Regions from separate parts of the Macaca mulatta genome. Here region 2 is linked to region 1. The links are chromatin contacts, called in public Hi-C maps. All regions are on one chromosome and are shown on one strand. The core of a region is the stretch at or near the end of the contact, and the rest is flanking DNA. Distances in the headings are between cores, read along the strand shown. Region 1 has its middle 24 kb from the start of PTGS1. Region 2 overlaps MORN5 (MORN repeat containing 5).

Evidence for each region. Hi-C and Micro-C count contacts between places; a contact is called where the count stands out from the background.
Region 2: a contact with region 1 is called in a Hi-C map of blood, with 8 times the contacts expected there. The contact joins two enhancer-like sites. A contact is called at or near these places in 9 of 14 Hi-C or Micro-C datasets (CD4 T cells, blood, cortical neurons and 5 more).

What each region holds. Positions count from the first base shown.
Region 1 is chr15:35,847,706-35,851,058 of T2T-MMU8v2.0, forward strand. No RefSeq gene overlaps it. Among named protein-coding and RNA genes, the nearest start is that of PTGS1, 24 kb to the left of the region's middle. Within about 2 kb of position 1,761, at least 7 of the 40 cell types and tissues checked have an H3K27ac peak or open chromatin away from gene starts, as enhancers often do.
Region 2 is chr15:36,071,779-36,075,131 of T2T-MMU8v2.0, forward strand. All of the region lies in intron 1 of MORN5 (MORN repeat containing 5), which reads right to left. It overlaps NDUFA8 (NADH:ubiquinone oxidoreductase subunit A8), which reads left to right. Exons shown (of 4, transcript XM_077968089.1): 4 at 227-734. The coding sequence ends at 232. Among named protein-coding and RNA genes, the nearest start is that of NDUFA8, 28 kb to the left of the region's middle. Within about 2 kb of position 1,528, at least 6 of the 40 cell types and tissues checked have an H3K27ac peak or open chromatin away from gene starts, as enhancers often do.

The DNA of each region.
Region 1 (3,353 bases), core at 511-3,010:
GTGTGGAGCTGCCTGCAGGAGAAGAGCCTGCAGATCCACACTTTGCCAGAAAGGCATAGGCGAAGGCAGGCTGGGCAGGAAGTCTGACCCCCTGTAACCATATCCCCAGGAAGGAGGAAGCCAGGAAGACGCTTTCAGCAGTCGTATTCATCAAGGCCGCTGCTCTAACCCGGGGCAGCACCAGAGGCTCCTCAGGCCCGATCCACTTTCTGCTGGGCCGCCTGGGGAGGGGACAGCAAGGGAGGGAGGACGGCCCTGGATTCTCTTCCAGACAATAAATGCTTCCAGGTTCCTAGGGAGCATTCTGTGAGCCACAGCTGCATCTGATCTCAATTACCCCCGGGTGTAGGGTTCCCCGACTGGGCAGGGACAGGGGTGGAGGGTAGGCCGTTTCTCCATAATCAGAATCTCCTGGCCCAGTGGGTGAAGACACCTCAGGACAGGTCCCCAGAATTTCAGAATGCAGAAGAGGGTTCTCCCCAAAAACAGAGGTCTGGCTGTGTGTGGGTGGAGCCTCTGTTTCACAGCCATTTTGCTGTGTGACCTGGTGCCACTCACTTAACCTCTCTGGGCCCCTGTGGGAACTGTGAAGATTCAACCTTTTCCTTTCCTACCTTTTCCCCCCAAAGAGGCAAGAGGACAATCCAGGCTTAATACTATGGGCTGGGCTGGGCTGCAATGGGTGGGGTTGCTAACTCCTTACTTTTTCCTGACTTGTTTAGATCTTAACCCTTATGCAAATATGTCCCCGCCCAAGATTATGGTGCCAGCATTGTCAGGAGTAATATCTCCCAAACCAGAGCAAGGCCAACGAGCCCCGTTCCTTAACCAGCTTGGGCAAGACACTTTATCTCTCTGGGCCTCAGTTTACTCATGTCCACCTCTAAAAGGGGTGTGAGGATTCAGTAAGCATCAGGTGTGACGCCGGTTCACCCAGTAAGTGATCCTTCCATCAGTTTTTCAATCAACAACCACCATGAAAGTGGCTACGCCTCTAAGCATGGGAGAAAGTCCCTGAGTTGGTAAAAATTTTGCACAATAGGGTTTTTGTGATTGAAGGCCTTGAGCAAGTTTTTCCTCTTCCAGGCCTCAGTTTCCCATCCATAAAAGTGCCTGCAGATAACGTTCCCCTCAGAAGAGGGTGTTTTAGGCCAGAGATGTGGGGCATGGCTCAAGCTACAGTGGTAGGTTTCCTAGCTGGTGAAACCGTTCTCCGAAATCCTGGGTTTCACTGTGCACCTTCTCTTTTCAGGAGACTGTTGGGTTTTTAGCAGGGCAGGAAACTGGACGCGGAGAGTGGAGGGGGCGAGCACGTGGGTCTTCCCTGAGATAGGCTTCCAGCAGACAACGTTTATTTCCCAGGTTCAGGGATGCGGCGAGCCGGGATTCGAACCCGTGCATCGAAGCCAAGGGGCGGAGCCGGGAATGGACACCAGGGTCAGCGGAGCGCGGGGCCGCGCTTCCCCCGGCCGCCCGGGCCGCACCGCGGGCGCTCTTTCTCCTTTTATGTCTTCGCGGGGCCGGGAACTCCCTGCTGGGCCGCGGCCCGCAAACAATGCGCGCTTCCTGCCGGCCCAGCCGGGCCGCGGCCAGCTCACTCCCCGCCCTGCGGCCGCCGGAAAATGACGGCAGCCCGGGGTACAGGGGGTCGCGCCCCGGGAGATTGCCGGGGCAGCCCACCGAGGGCTGCCGGGCGAGGGTGCGAGGTGACCTAGCGATAGCCAGGCGGCAGCGGGCAGGCGACCGTCATGTACTCAGGCGCGCGCACACGCCTTCTGCTGGTCGCACCCCTTGTGACATGCGTGTCTGTGCCATGCACCTAAGTCTCCACTGCACGCTTCACGTGCCCCACACAGCCGCATTGCCTGCGCCGACATCCATGTGTTGCTTCCACACGTGGTGGCTGAGTGGGTGGGCATCTACCAGGGGCCAGGCCCTGTGCCAGGCACTGGGGGTCCAGCGTGAACAAACAGAAAAGCTGGCCAGGCGTGGTAGCGCGCGCCTGTAATCCCAGCTACTCGGGAAGGTGAGGAGGGAGGAGCGCTTGAGCCCATGAGTTACAAGCTGCAGTGGGCTGTAATTGATGGTGGCCAATACAACAAAAACTAAGAGCTTTGGACTTCTGAAGTTTATGCTCTAGTGAGGGAGGAAACAACAGAACATACTAAATTACTGCATTATATGGTATATTAAAAATCGACACTTTCATGGAGAAAAGGGAAGAAGGGACTGTGGTGGGAAATTGGGACTGTTTTAAACAGGGTGGCTATGGATATTTTAACTTAAGGTGACACTGGAGCAAAGATGCACAAAATACGTATCACAAACAGATATATCTCAAAAGTATATACAATATATACCTCCAAGAATATGTATTACACAAACACACTCTGCTTACATCCACATGCCTATAAATACCCCATGCATAAGCACCTCACATACATCTGCACATACTAGACCATATAAATGCATGGTATACAGTATGTACATAGTCTAATATGTTACATGCATACTATATCTGCTACATGCATTTTTTTTTTTTTTTTTTTTTGAGACAGGGTTTCACTCCCATCACCCAGGCTGAAGTGCAGTGGCACAATCTCAGCTCACTGCAACCTCCACCTCCCAGGCTCAAGCAATTCTCTTGCCTTAGCCTCCTGAGTAGCTGGGACTACAGGTGCACACCACCGCACCTAGCTAATTTTTCTATTTTTTGTAGAGAAGGGTTTCGCCATGTTGCCCAGGCTGGTCTTGAACTCCTGGGCTCAAGTGATCCACCTGCCTCAGTCTTCCAAAGTGCTGGGATTACAGGCATAAGCCACCACCTGGCCTACATCTGATCTCTCTCTATGGCATCTGTATCTATAATATGTATCACTTCTATGCACACAGGTGTCCTACTGTGTGCCATGTGCACATTTATGCCCATGCCTGCAGCTTAGATGTATACATATGCAGACCCCAGGTAGACCATATGTGTATCACACCCCTCAAGTATGTGCTTGTCTAATTTCATAAGCCACATATCGATACAGTACATCCAAAGACATCATAAGACATGGATTTACATGCCTTGTGTTCATCATGTAAAATATATCATATATTCATATACCCAAATACATGTGTCATAAACCTTGTGTAAATGTATGTCTATACACACCACACAAACACACCTACACATCTGTCTCTCACAAATATACTACATACCCATTTCCCAAACATTCTTGTAGCTGTTCTATGTGTCCCATATCTACATGCAAATAATAGCAATAACATTTACCAAGTGATTACTACATGCCATATGCAGTGCTGGGTGGATGACCTCCTTCAATCCTTCGGACAGGCCTATGCAA
Region 2 (3,353 bases), core at 278-2,777, 220 kb after region 1:
GGATCTGGGATCCAGGGGACCTGGATTCAATTCCCAGCTCAGCCACTTATTTATTAGCTGTGTGACCTTGAGCAAGTCACTCCACTTCTCTGAGCCTTCATTTCCTCACCCATGAAATGCAGGAAGTAAGGTCTACTTGGCAGAGTGGTTGTAGGGATTAGGTGGGACCATGGGCATGAAAGCGGCCCGAGGCTAGTGGCAAACGTGGTGCCTCTTCTCTCGCTAGGGGTGACTTTCCCAGCAAAGACTGGAGAGAGATGGAGAAATAGACACTGCAGCATCATGATGAAGAAACTCAAACCCTGGTGGAGCTGGGAGAACAAAGACACTGTCCTGTTTCCAGTCTCTCCAAGAGCATGTGTGAGGCCAGGCCCATCTGTCTGTGGGAGAGGTCTGTGCCATGGTATTGGGCAAACTCACAGGTCACCATAGCCCAGGATTGCAATGTCCCAAAAGCTTGTCTTGATCTAGACTAGGAACCCCAGCCCATGTGAGCAGGATGTGCCCTTAGGGTCATCTGGCTTATCCTCTAATCTAGGGGGCTCAGACATGTCAAGTGACCCCTTGCCCCTTTCCCCTTCCCGCAGGTCACACAGCCAGTTAGGATTGGAACGCAGGCCTCCTGCCTCCAGTCAGGGCTCTTTCTATTGAGGAGGTCCCTGGGATTTAGGAGGCCCCCCCACCTCCCCAGCTCCAGCCTGAGATGAGGGCCAGATTCTTGTCAGGAAGTGGAAGGGAGGCAGGGTCATCTGTGTATGCTGGCAGAGAAAGAACCATCCCAAGCACCATCCTTCCCAGACAGTCTTTTCCCTGGGGCTCCCCAGCAACCCCAGACTTCTCCCACCACCTCCTTCTCTCCACCTCTCTGAACTTAGGCTCTTCTTCTGTCAAATTGACATGAAAAAGCTCACCTCAAGGGCTGTTGCAGACGAACAGATGGGAGAGTGCCCTAAAACTCGGTAAAAGCAATGGATTGTTTTAGACCTTCAGTTTCTATGACAGCATTAACTGAACATCTAATACATGCCACGTTACTGCCCCAGACCCCACAGAGACCCTACAAGAGAGGCATCTCATGGGGGAGGAAACGGAGGCGCAGAGAGAGGAAGGGATCTATCCAAGGCCACACAAGTTCTTATTTGGAACTGGAACTCAGTCCCTGCTTCCAGTCCAGGAGACCCCTCTCCCAAACACCACACCGTTCCAGCCTGGCAGCCCTGCCATCCTGGATGGGAAGAGAGAGGACCAGGGTAGGAAGGGCGGGGGCCAGGGGGTTAAGAGACTCCTCCATGCCTCTTCCCCCCAGCCTCAAATCATAGAGAATGAATCTCCAGGAAGCCCAGCGGGTGGCCGGGTCCCAGCGCTGATTGCAGGAGATGGCAGGAGGGCCCGGCGGTTGCCATGGCGACTTCCTGAATCACAGCGCCTGTTCCCGCTAAGGCTTTAGGAAGTCAGACATACCTGGGCAGCCCCTGCCCCTGACAGGGCCTCTCCAAGGAGGAGGAGCACGCAAGGGAATGTGGCGTGCCTGCTCACAGAGAATCTGCACATGCATGTGAGAGCTATGGCAGTGGCAGGTGTGTAGCTGCAGCATGCACACAGGCCTAGAACATGGAGAGACTCACATGTGTGGGCGCAAACCTGCCCACACATGTGGGTCTCCATGTGACAGTAAGAGGAGCCTTTAGTGTGACACATGTGGCAGTGAGAGGAGCCTTTAAGGGTGAGCACAAGCCTACTGACATAGGAATGTGAGAAGGGCATTCTCGGCAGAGGGAAAGGCAGGGTGGTGCTGGAGAGCATGCCGTGGAGCTGCTGGCAGGAAGATGAGATTGGCAGGGCCAGATCATGGGGACGCTCTGCATACTGGGCTAAGGAGCTTGGACCTTCACCGGGAGGCACTGGGGAGCCAGTGAGGGCTTCGAAGCAGGGAAGTAGCATGGCTGGAGCTGAGATCCCTCCAGCAGCCCATGGAGGATGGGTCAGAGGTCAGCCTGGAGGCAGGGAGGTCAGTGTGGTGCCAATCTTCCTTACCCAGCTCTATTCTTTTTCCTCATTAGCATTTACACCTTCTAACATGTACCATGTACTTGTCTTCAGTTTCTTGTTTATTCTCTGTTTTCCTCACTGGGATGCCAGCTCATGAGAGCTGAGGGGTTTGTCTGCCTCGTTCACTGAAGTATATTAAGGACCAACAAGAGTGCCTGGTACACCGGGGCTCAGTAGATACTTGCTGAGTGAATGGATGAGGCCTGGACTAGAGGAGTGGCCTAAGGGAAGGAGAAAAGTGCAAGGGGAGAGTGAGGTGTGGAAGGCGAGTTGACTGGCCGGGTTAAAGTGGAGGTGTTGGACACACGGCTGAGCCCCCCAGGGACTTCTGAGTTGGTGGCTGTGGCCCTATTCAGGTGCCTTTCTGGTTCAGGAATGAGACCATGGGGTGATTCCAGGATCCAAGAGATAAGCATAAAGGATGGCCTGGTCAGGTCTCAGGAGGTGGGGAGGAATGGGGCAGGACCAGGCCAGATGCAGAAGTGGGGGGAGGATAGGGGAAACTGAGGCAGATGCCCCATCCTGTGCCCTAGGTCTGAGTGCACTGGGAGGGACTGGAACTCAGTCCCTGCTTCCAGTCCAGGGGGCCCCTCTCCCAAACACCACACTGGCAGCCCTGTCATCTGGATGGGAAGTGAGAGGACCAGGGTAGGAAAGGCGGGGGATGGGGGACTGGGATCTGTAGTGTCTTCCAGACCTCTGGTGTCTAATAGAAATGTAGCATAGGCCACAGAGACATGCCACATGTCATCTTACATTTTCTAGTAACACATTAAAAAAGTAGACAGAGGTGGGTGAAGTGAGTTTTAATTACATATTTTACTGAACCCCGTATGTCCACAATATTATTTCAACCCGTTACCAATATAAAAATTAAATGAGATATTTTACATTCCTTTTTTAGAGGGTACGATGTCTTCAAAAACTGTTGTGTATCCTACACTTACAGCAAACCTGAGTTTGGACTTGCCACGTATCACGTGCTCAGTAGCCACATGTGACAGTGGCTGCTGCATTGGACGAGGCAGCCCTAGGACCTGGAACCCACCCACCAGGAATGAGGCACTGGGAGGGGCTGAGTCTGCAGAGGGGCCTCCAGGGCACCAGCTGATTGAGGCTGGGGTTGGGGAGAAGGCAACCACATGGGGTATGGAAAGCCTTTTTCCTCTACTTTTTTTTTTGTCAGTTCACTCGCTCACTCACTCAACAGACTTTTATTGAACACTTACTATGTGTCGGGCGCTATGCTAGGTGCTAGGTCTGGCAAAGTGCATTAGTGTGGAGTAGTAATTCTTATTAGGATA